2 separate regions of the Danio rerio genome follow, and region 2 is linked to region 1. The links are chromatin contacts, called in public Hi-C maps. All regions are on one chromosome and are shown on one strand. The core of a region is the stretch at or near the end of the contact, and the rest is flanking DNA. Distances in the headings are between cores, read along the strand shown. Region 1 holds the start of sdhaf2 (succinate dehydrogenase complex assembly factor 2). Region 2 holds the start of ankdd1a (ankyrin repeat and death domain containing 1A).

What was found. A called contact is a pair of places that touch in the nucleus more often than the background predicts.
Region 2: a Hi-C map of an unstated tissue shows a contact between it and region 1, with 2.4 times the contacts expected there. The contact joins the promoter of ankdd1a here to the promoter of sdhaf2 in region 1. A contact is called at or near these places in 2 of 18 Hi-C or Micro-C datasets (hematopoietic stem cells and an unstated tissue).

Annotation. Positions count from the first base shown.
Region 1 is chr7:13,334,190-13,338,436 of GRCz12tu, forward strand. It overlaps sdhaf2 (succinate dehydrogenase complex assembly factor 2), which reads right to left and starts at 1,257. Exons shown (of 4, transcript NM_001082864.1): 1 at 1,137-1,257. The coding sequence starts at 1,163. All of the region lies in intron 11 of slc25a22b (solute carrier family 25 member 22b), which reads left to right. polr2l (RNA polymerase II, I and III subunit L) reads right to left here. Exons shown (of 3, transcript NM_001159825.3): 3 at 2,583-2,929. The coding sequence ends at 2,821.
Region 2 is chr7:13,577,297-13,581,755 of GRCz12tu, forward strand. It overlaps ankdd1a (ankyrin repeat and death domain containing 1A), which reads left to right and starts at 1,699. Exons shown (of 15, transcript NM_001099248.2): 1 at 1,699-1,870. The coding sequence starts at 1,837.

The DNA.
Region 1 (4,247 bases), core at 7-2,506:
TGTGTGGAGTTTGCATGTTCTCCCCGTATTGGCGTGGGTTTCCTCTGGGTGCTCCGGTTTCCCTCACAAGTCCAAAGACATGCACTATAGGTTAATTGGGTAAGCTAAATTGTCTGTAGTGTGTGTGTGTGTATGGATGTTTTACAGTGATGGGTTGCAGCTAGAAGGGCATCCTCTGCCTGAAACATATGCTGGATAAGTAGGTGGTTCATTCCGCTGTGGCGACCCCAGATTAATAAAGGGACTAAGCCGGGAAAAAAAATGAATTAATGATGGCATAATAATTGTGTTTTATCATAAAACCCAATCCCTTATATACAAAATCCTTATATATTTTAAATAATACTGAATCAAAATATAGGAAAAAATTATTTTCACTTGTTAATACTTACGTAAACATGGATATTATTTTTGGAAATCATAAACTTATGTATTTGCTGCAACGCATTTAATTTAAGTGGTGTATAAGCTTTTTAATACTATTATTATAATTTCATATTTTTTTATTTAGCTTATTTTAATCTGTTTCTGTTTTTTAATCAGATTTTACCTATTCATATAATTTACTATTCATATAATTTCCTATTCATGTAATTTACAATAAAGTGAATGCATTTTTATTTAATTCTATAATTCACTATGTAAACAACTTAACATGTTTACAAATGTTACTTTATATTTTCAGTTCTTGTTTTAAATGTTATGTATAAAACATTTTGATTATTAACAATGTTTTTGACAATTATGAATGCAGTAACTTGAGGAGGGGGAAGGAGTTTGCCACTTTCATAGTGTTTTGTCACAAGCTATTACAAAAGCGTGTATATATATATATAAAACAACATTATTTTTACAATAAAACCTTATAAGAAGAGGAGACAACAAAAATTTTAATCTGATGTTGATCTGATACACCATTAATACAACCTGTAGTTTTAGGTTTATAATTTCCATTTTAATATATTTAAATGTATATATGTTTTATACATTTTAATAGTTGCTTTAAATAGCTTTAAAGGTAATACCCTTATGCAGAATGACGATGATCTCTCTATATTCAGACACGTGAGGTCAAATAACATCTTTAAAATTCTGTCGCCACAAAATGAACACAAAGCACAAAAACATAACGTTACCTTTCTAGCGATATTTGCTGAAAACATGTTATCGTGTCGTTTCTTCCCTGCTTTAAGGCTTTAATAATCAGGTGTTTCCCTGTCTATTGCCTTTTCATTTTGAAGGAGAGTTTATGCAACTGTTTCGCAACGAGAGCCGGAAGCGCAGCCATGTTGGTAAGGTCAATATCATCTTCTTATTTGAAGGTTATTTGAATGTTGCTTTAAATATATTTTAATGTCGTGTGTTTTAACCTTTGATGTTTTTTTTTCTTCCAGACTGGCACGTGTAAGTTTAACAAAGATGAAATGACTAAACGTCGACATTTGTTTCCGTGGGAATGTATTTCTGTGAGCACTTATAAAACGGAAGCACACTCATTAATTTTTAAAGCAACAGTTACTGATTATCCGTCGAATTTCCATTTATTTCGCGTTTGCTAAAACAAAATTAAGCTCAAAATCTGTTTAATATCTTAATAACTAAAATTATATTCCAAAGCCTAAAAGTAATGCATTAATTCCTTACAGTTTAAATTGTATTAATGTATATGTAATGTAACTTAAATGAAATGTATTCCAAATAGAAATGACACTGGTTACAAAAATATTAATGGGGTGAAATTTGTTTCATCAAAATTATATAGAAATTTCATCTGTTTTATTACTGATTTAATTAGTTTCTGCTTTGGTCTGTTTCTGTAAGTAACGTTTACTTGTTGACATTACTTAAGTACAAAATAAATATGAATTTAATGTTCAAATATGTCATTATAACTACAATATGATGTTTAACTGATCCATTTTGCTTTAAATTGTAATTATAGCACTATAGATTAATAATTATAGAACAGTAATTACTTGTTATTATGAATGTATTTTTTAAGCTTTAGTATTATTACTAATTAGGTTTAAACTTATTTTGTGTATGTGTGTGAGACTAGTCTAGGGCTTTAACAAACATATTTTAGGTAGCTGTTTGGTTAATTTTAACTTTGTTTCAATTAAAAATGTGCTTTTTAAATAAAGTGTTTCTAAATGATTCAGTAGTATTGAACAAACTATCTGAACGACCGACTTAATGAATCACTCGTTTACTTGTTGACATCTCTCAAGTACAAAATAAATATGGATTTATTGTTCAAATGTGTTATCAACCACACTTCGGTATTTAATAGATCCATTTTTGCTTTAAATGATTATTATAATACAATAGCTTTATAATAATAGCACAGTAATTATCTGTTGTTTATTCATTTTTATGAATGTTCATAATTCATAAGCTTTAATAGTACGCTTTAGGTTTAAACTTCTGTGTGTGTTGTTATATCTTAGGTAGTTGTTTGGTTAGTTTTACATCTAATGTTTATAATTCAATTAAAAATGTGCTCTTTGAACAAAGAGAGTCAGTGTTTCTAAATGATTCAGTTGTTTTGAACTTCAATGAATCACTCATTCAGACAAAGAGTTATTCTCTGTTTATGAGACATTTGACAGGTGAAAAAAAAACAAGCAGAAGATACATTTCAATCTTTATTTAACAAAACCCTAATAAACAAAAATTCAACATCACAAGTGTGTTTCTTCAGATTTGGTCTAATATCCATGTCAGAACTCATGTCTGTATCTTTGAACAGGATCAAGTCTTTGAAAATATGAGGAGAGGCTGAGCGGGATTTTCATCTTCAAATGGCGAGGACGCTCCTCATTTCTCCAGCGGAGCATAATTCAACAACTTCTCAATTAGATCCACATGGGACAGAAGCATTCGGCGGCAGCAGTATCTCTTCAAACCCAGAGCATCAAGAGCGTCACTGTGAACAAAAAAAGTAAGATTTAGAGCAATGCTAATGCCATCACATGAAGAGTAAAGGCTTGCACACACCAGGACGCTTTTTACTCTCTCTTATTAATCAACGTTTTCCAATAAATTTTTCAGCGTTCAAACTGGGGCCTGTTTCAGTAAGGAGGTTCAAACAACTCGGAGTTTAAACTTGAACTCTGAGTTGATTTACCGAGAGATTAAAAACTCTGAGTTTTCGGTTTCAGAACAGCTGATCTGAGTTGGGTCAATCAACTTTGAGTAGACCAACTCAGAGTAAAGCGCGCGCACCGTGAGACATTATCAATGGAGCGCAGATATTACGAGTGACCATGGCAACATCTTAAAAAAAGAGATCAGCATTTCTTTCTCCAGCTGAACTTGATGTGCTCATGCAAAGTTATAGCAAATATGAGTGTATATATTTAAAATGAAGCAACCATCAGTGAAACAGAAACAGCGTGGGAAAACAGCTGCTCAAGTTAATGAGTAATTCTTAATTTTAAGTATTTAAACATTTTAAGTATAATAAAATAAGTAATGTAATGTGTGACGTTTATACTTTTTTCTAAACTTTTATACACTTTTATCAGTTTTAATAGATTTAACAGCGCACTTGTTATATGTCTGCCTTTTTATTGATCAAGTGATAGAGGTTGATATAACATTAAGAAGGTAAGCAGTAATAAAATAATTTAAACAGAATAATAATCCCATTAATCTAGTAACAGTGCCTGTCAAAGGTTAAGCTAATTATTTATGAAAAAAAGGACAAGCCTCGTACGTGACTTTGTTCTGTGTGTGCAAAAATGTAGGCAATAGCTGTGTTTTCATCAAAATATAGGCTATTACATAAATTTGTGCAAAACTGGAATAACGCCTAAAAATAAAGCAGCGTTTTTATCCAAAGAGTCGAAGAGAACACAATCGTCACTTCCTGATTAACTTGCGCCAAATATCAACAGTAAAAACAGAATCACTGCGGTAGAAGAAGCTGCATCAATGATTTTTTATTTAATTAATGTACCTGAGCCTCAGAAGACAATTGACACACAATGAACACGTGGGGGCGTTTGAAGCCAGACGCGGAGATCTTGACACGCTCCAGACGCTCGGAGGTAATTAATAATATAAACTAATACTGAAACAGTAAATGCATTTTAGATTGACTAAAACACCATTTAAGATGTTCTGCAGTGTGCTCAGTCTGCTGGTTTGTTTTTTCACACACATTTTTATCATCATCTCTAACAAACCATTTTTTAATGTACATACTGTAATTTAAGTGCACTTCGTAGTTTATGTGCATC
Region 2 (4,459 bases), core at 449-2,948, 240 kb after region 1:
TCCAAAGTTAAGACCTTCTCACCGTTTACAAACTCTTAAGTGGTTGTAAACTTTTCGTAAGTTTCTCCATGTTAAACACAAAACAGGTAAATGTTTTCATTGACATCCTCCTGAAAAAAAAAAGCTAAAACCAGCCTAAGCTGGTTAGCTGGTTTTAGCTGGTCGACCAGCCTGGTTTGAGAGGGCATTTGGCCATTTCCAGTCTGGTCTTAGCTGGTCAGGCTGGGATATATGACCAGCTAAAACCAGCTTGACCAGTCTAGTTTGTACTGTGAGCCCAGCCAAAACCAGCTATGTCCAACTTAAACCAGGCAGGTCAATCTGGTTTTAGATGGGGATTTTCCAGCCGGACCAGCTATAAGACCATGCTGGAAATGGCTGGAAGCTAGCCTGAAAACAGCTAAAACCCATCTAAACTGGACGACCAGCTAAAACCAGCCAACCAGCCTAGGCTGGTTTAAGCGGGTTTTTTTCAGCAGTGTAGTAGGAATAAAACATACTAAATTCAATGGCTGTTTTTTCCCCCCTCAACATTCTTCTGAATATCTTCCTTTGGGTTTAACAGCAGAAAGAACTTCAAACATGGAACAAATGGAGGTAATAATAACTCAATTTCTATTTTTGGGGTGAACTATCTCTTTAAGATGCTTAAATTAAATCAGATTTTTTTTTTTACCCAATAAAAAATAAGTATAATACAAACTTCAAGGGATAGTTCACCCAAAAAAATTATACCTTCTCACTGTTTACACACACTCAACTGGTTGTAAACTTTTCTTAAGTTTACATGTTGAACAAAAAACAAAAAATGTAGGTAAATGTTGGAAAAAAGCATTGACATCCATAGTAGGAATAAAACATACCATAGAAGTCAATGGCTGTTTTTTTCCCCTCAACATTCTTCTGAATATCTTCCTTTGTGTTCAACAGCAGAAAGAAACAAACAGGTGGAACAAAAGGAGGTAATGATAGCTAAATTTCTACCTTTGGGCTGAACTATCTCTTTAAGTAGCTAAACATGCTTAAGTTAAATCTGATTTTTTATTACTTCATAAAAATAAGTATAATTGTATACAAACTAAAAAGGATTGCTCACCCAAAATCTAAACCTTCTCACCCTTTACACACACTCAAGTGGTGGTAAACTTTTCTTGAGTTTCTTAGTTATGATGAACACAAAACAAAAAATGTAGGTAAATGATGGAAAAGCAGCCATTGACATCCATAGTAGGGAAGTATGGAAGTCAATGGCTGTTTTCCCTCAACATTCTTCTGAATATCTTCCTTTGTGCTCAACAGAAGAAACTCAAACAGGTTTGGAACAAATGGAGGAAATTGGGTGAACTATCTGATTAAGATAGTAAGATAAAAACATAAATGGCGTTTTCTTATTTAACATGACAAAGCGCGCGTCTTTGACTGTATATAATAAGCTGTCATGTTATTTTCCTGCTTGAGAGTAAAGTTACATCAAACATGTTAAATATTCATAAGTAGCCTTTCACCATTGGAGCGTCACAAGTGACGTCTACGCATTTAATTCAATATTCATAACTAAATGCACGCCATTGGAAGTGACTGGTTAATATTTAAATTCACAACGTTCGCCATTGGAGGAAAGCGAACAGATATCCGCATGGCGTAATTAATATTCATGAGGCAAACGTTTGCTCGCTTCAGTAGGATTCGTCATTTCCCAAAGCGGCAGGCTTGAGCTCGGCTGAGAGAAAATCGCACAGAAACGTAGCCGGACATCACAAAATAATATGAAGATCTACTAGATTAATATTAGAAGATGCTCACATTGGAGACGTAACACGCTGTCGACCGACGACGATGGAAGACGGACTGGTTTCTGAAGACGATATATGTGAGTATTGAAAGAATGATTGTGTTGTAGTGCGGTGCGGATAGAAACTGGGGCAAGTCTGTGAAATATATTCACTAGTTAAAATATTTATCATCTCAGTGTTTGAGCTGGCTTATAAATCTAACTGTGACTACTATATTAAAACATTTATAATGTTACTACGCTGAAGAGACTCGTTTTAGGAGCTGTGTTGATCTGTCAGTTACATACAACCTGCTCTCTCGATTGTTTTCTAATATCCTTACATTTTACAATTCATCTATATAAATCTTAATAAATGGCCTAATTGTAAAAAGTTTCATTTGGAGATGTTTCTAACCACTAATTTATGTATATAAAATGCTATATAACGTTAGAGTTGAAGACAAAATGATGATGATGATGATGATGATGATGATGATATTCAAATATTTCCCAAATGCTGTTTAACAGAGTTTATTTTTCAGCACATTTTTTAACATAACATTTTTAATAACTAGTTTCTAATAACTAACTTCTTTTAGGTTAGTTATAAGAGTATAACTAGTTATTTGTGAGATGCCAAACCTGCTTTGAATCTGTATATTATTGAGAAATGGCAAAGGGAATGGGATGCAGTAACAATTTATATAAAGTGAATCTGTTTGTAAATTAAAAAAATAATTACCATTTTGAAAATAGACATGATCAGGTTGTGCAGTATATACAAGTACACCCCTAACAAATCTATCTTTTAAATTCATATTTTAATAGGCAGCTTTACAACAGTGTATTTTGCATATACATTAGATTAGTCAAATCTGGAGCTTATCTAACAAAATAACTTACGATAAGAGTCCAAAAACTAGTACACTAGTATATATGTTATAGAAAAATATAAAATACAAACTTAAAAAAAAGAGAACAAATCAAAAGAAGCCAAAAAAATGTAAAGATTTAGTTGAAATTTTGTAGGTTGTAATTTATTTTTGCAATATTTTGTTTGAATTTAAGTGTATTATCTTCCAATTTCTAAATATGTTTGGTGACTTTAACATTATTTTGAAAAAAATATATTTGTTTAATAAGTCTGTTTTGTTTAAATGCAGCAAAACACATTGCCTATATTCACTGAGAAATGCATACAAATATTCATTTTTTAAAATGTGGTGTACTTAATTATGCTGAGCACTGTATTAAATGAGGTCACTCAGGAAGTACACACTCGTATTGATTAAAAGGAGAAGAAAAACCTATATTTTGAATATTTTGACGATAAAGCATTTTTTAATATAATCTGTATTTTTAAACCATATTAAAGAGGAAGTGTTTAAAAAGGTGTCTTCTGGAGAGATATTTGAATATCTGTCATTAATCACACTAAAAATTGTATATGATTTTATTCAGTGTTGTTATTTGTGTTTTTTTTTTTTTTTTTTTGTAAAATGAATTTTTATTAAGAAATCGATATTATTGGATTTTGCATATTGTATATTTAGTTTAGGATTTGCCATAAATGTAGCCAAGACTGCTGATATGGCATTAAACATGCTGTAAATAAATAAATAAATATTTGCAAGCATGGGATGACAACCATTTTTAAGGTATACCTCGGTTTGGAATAGTCTGTTTTTAAAACCGCCAACATTTTCTGCTAAACCACTCCTACAGTATGTGTAAGATTTTTTATTTTATGTTTTGTTTTACGTTTTTTATAGGACAACAGTATGGAAAAATATCCAAAGATGCCGTTTTAAATTGTGAAGAAATCAGTGTTTTTGAAACTAATAGACAGCAGAAGTCATTACTTCATTTAAATTATTTAACCTGACGTGTTTACTGCTCCAAAAATATTTTAAATCTTTTAAAAAATAAAATATATTGTGTTCAAAGAGGAAAAAGGTTTTTGTTTTTACCCAGACATTTAAAAAGAGTATATTATAGAGCTGTGACCACAGTACCGTGAAACCATGATATTTTTATCCAAGATTATCATACACTCAGTATCTTATACTAGCCTATGCCTATTTGCAAGTCACTAGTATTCAGCTTAAAGTGCAATTAAAAGGATTAACTAGGTTACTTAGGTTAAAGTTTGGTTAATTGGGCAAGTCATTGGACAATAGTGGTTTGTTCTGTAAACAACTGAAGAAAACATCTTTTTAGGGGGCTAATAATATTGACCTGAATTATTATTTATTGTTTATTTAAAAAAGCTTTTTTACTAGCCAAACTAAAAGAATGGCCTATAACTGTGTGTATATATAGTCTAAAAGCCTTGACTGAGGTAATATAAGTTGAAAATGATACACCAAAACATTCATTCATTCATTCTCCTTCAGCTTAGTCTCTGATTTATTAGAGGTCGCCACAGCAGAATGAGCCGCCAACTAATCCAGCATTTGTTTTACGCAGCGGATGCCCTTTCAGTCGCAACCCAGTACTGGGAATTCCCCATACACACTCACACACACACTCATACACTACGGCCAATTTTGTTTACCCAATTCACCTATAGCGCATGTCTTTGGACTGTGGAGGAAACCGGAGCATCCATAGGAAACCAACACGGGGAGAACATGCAAACTCTAAACAGAAATGCCAACTGGCCCAGCAGAGACTCGAACCAGC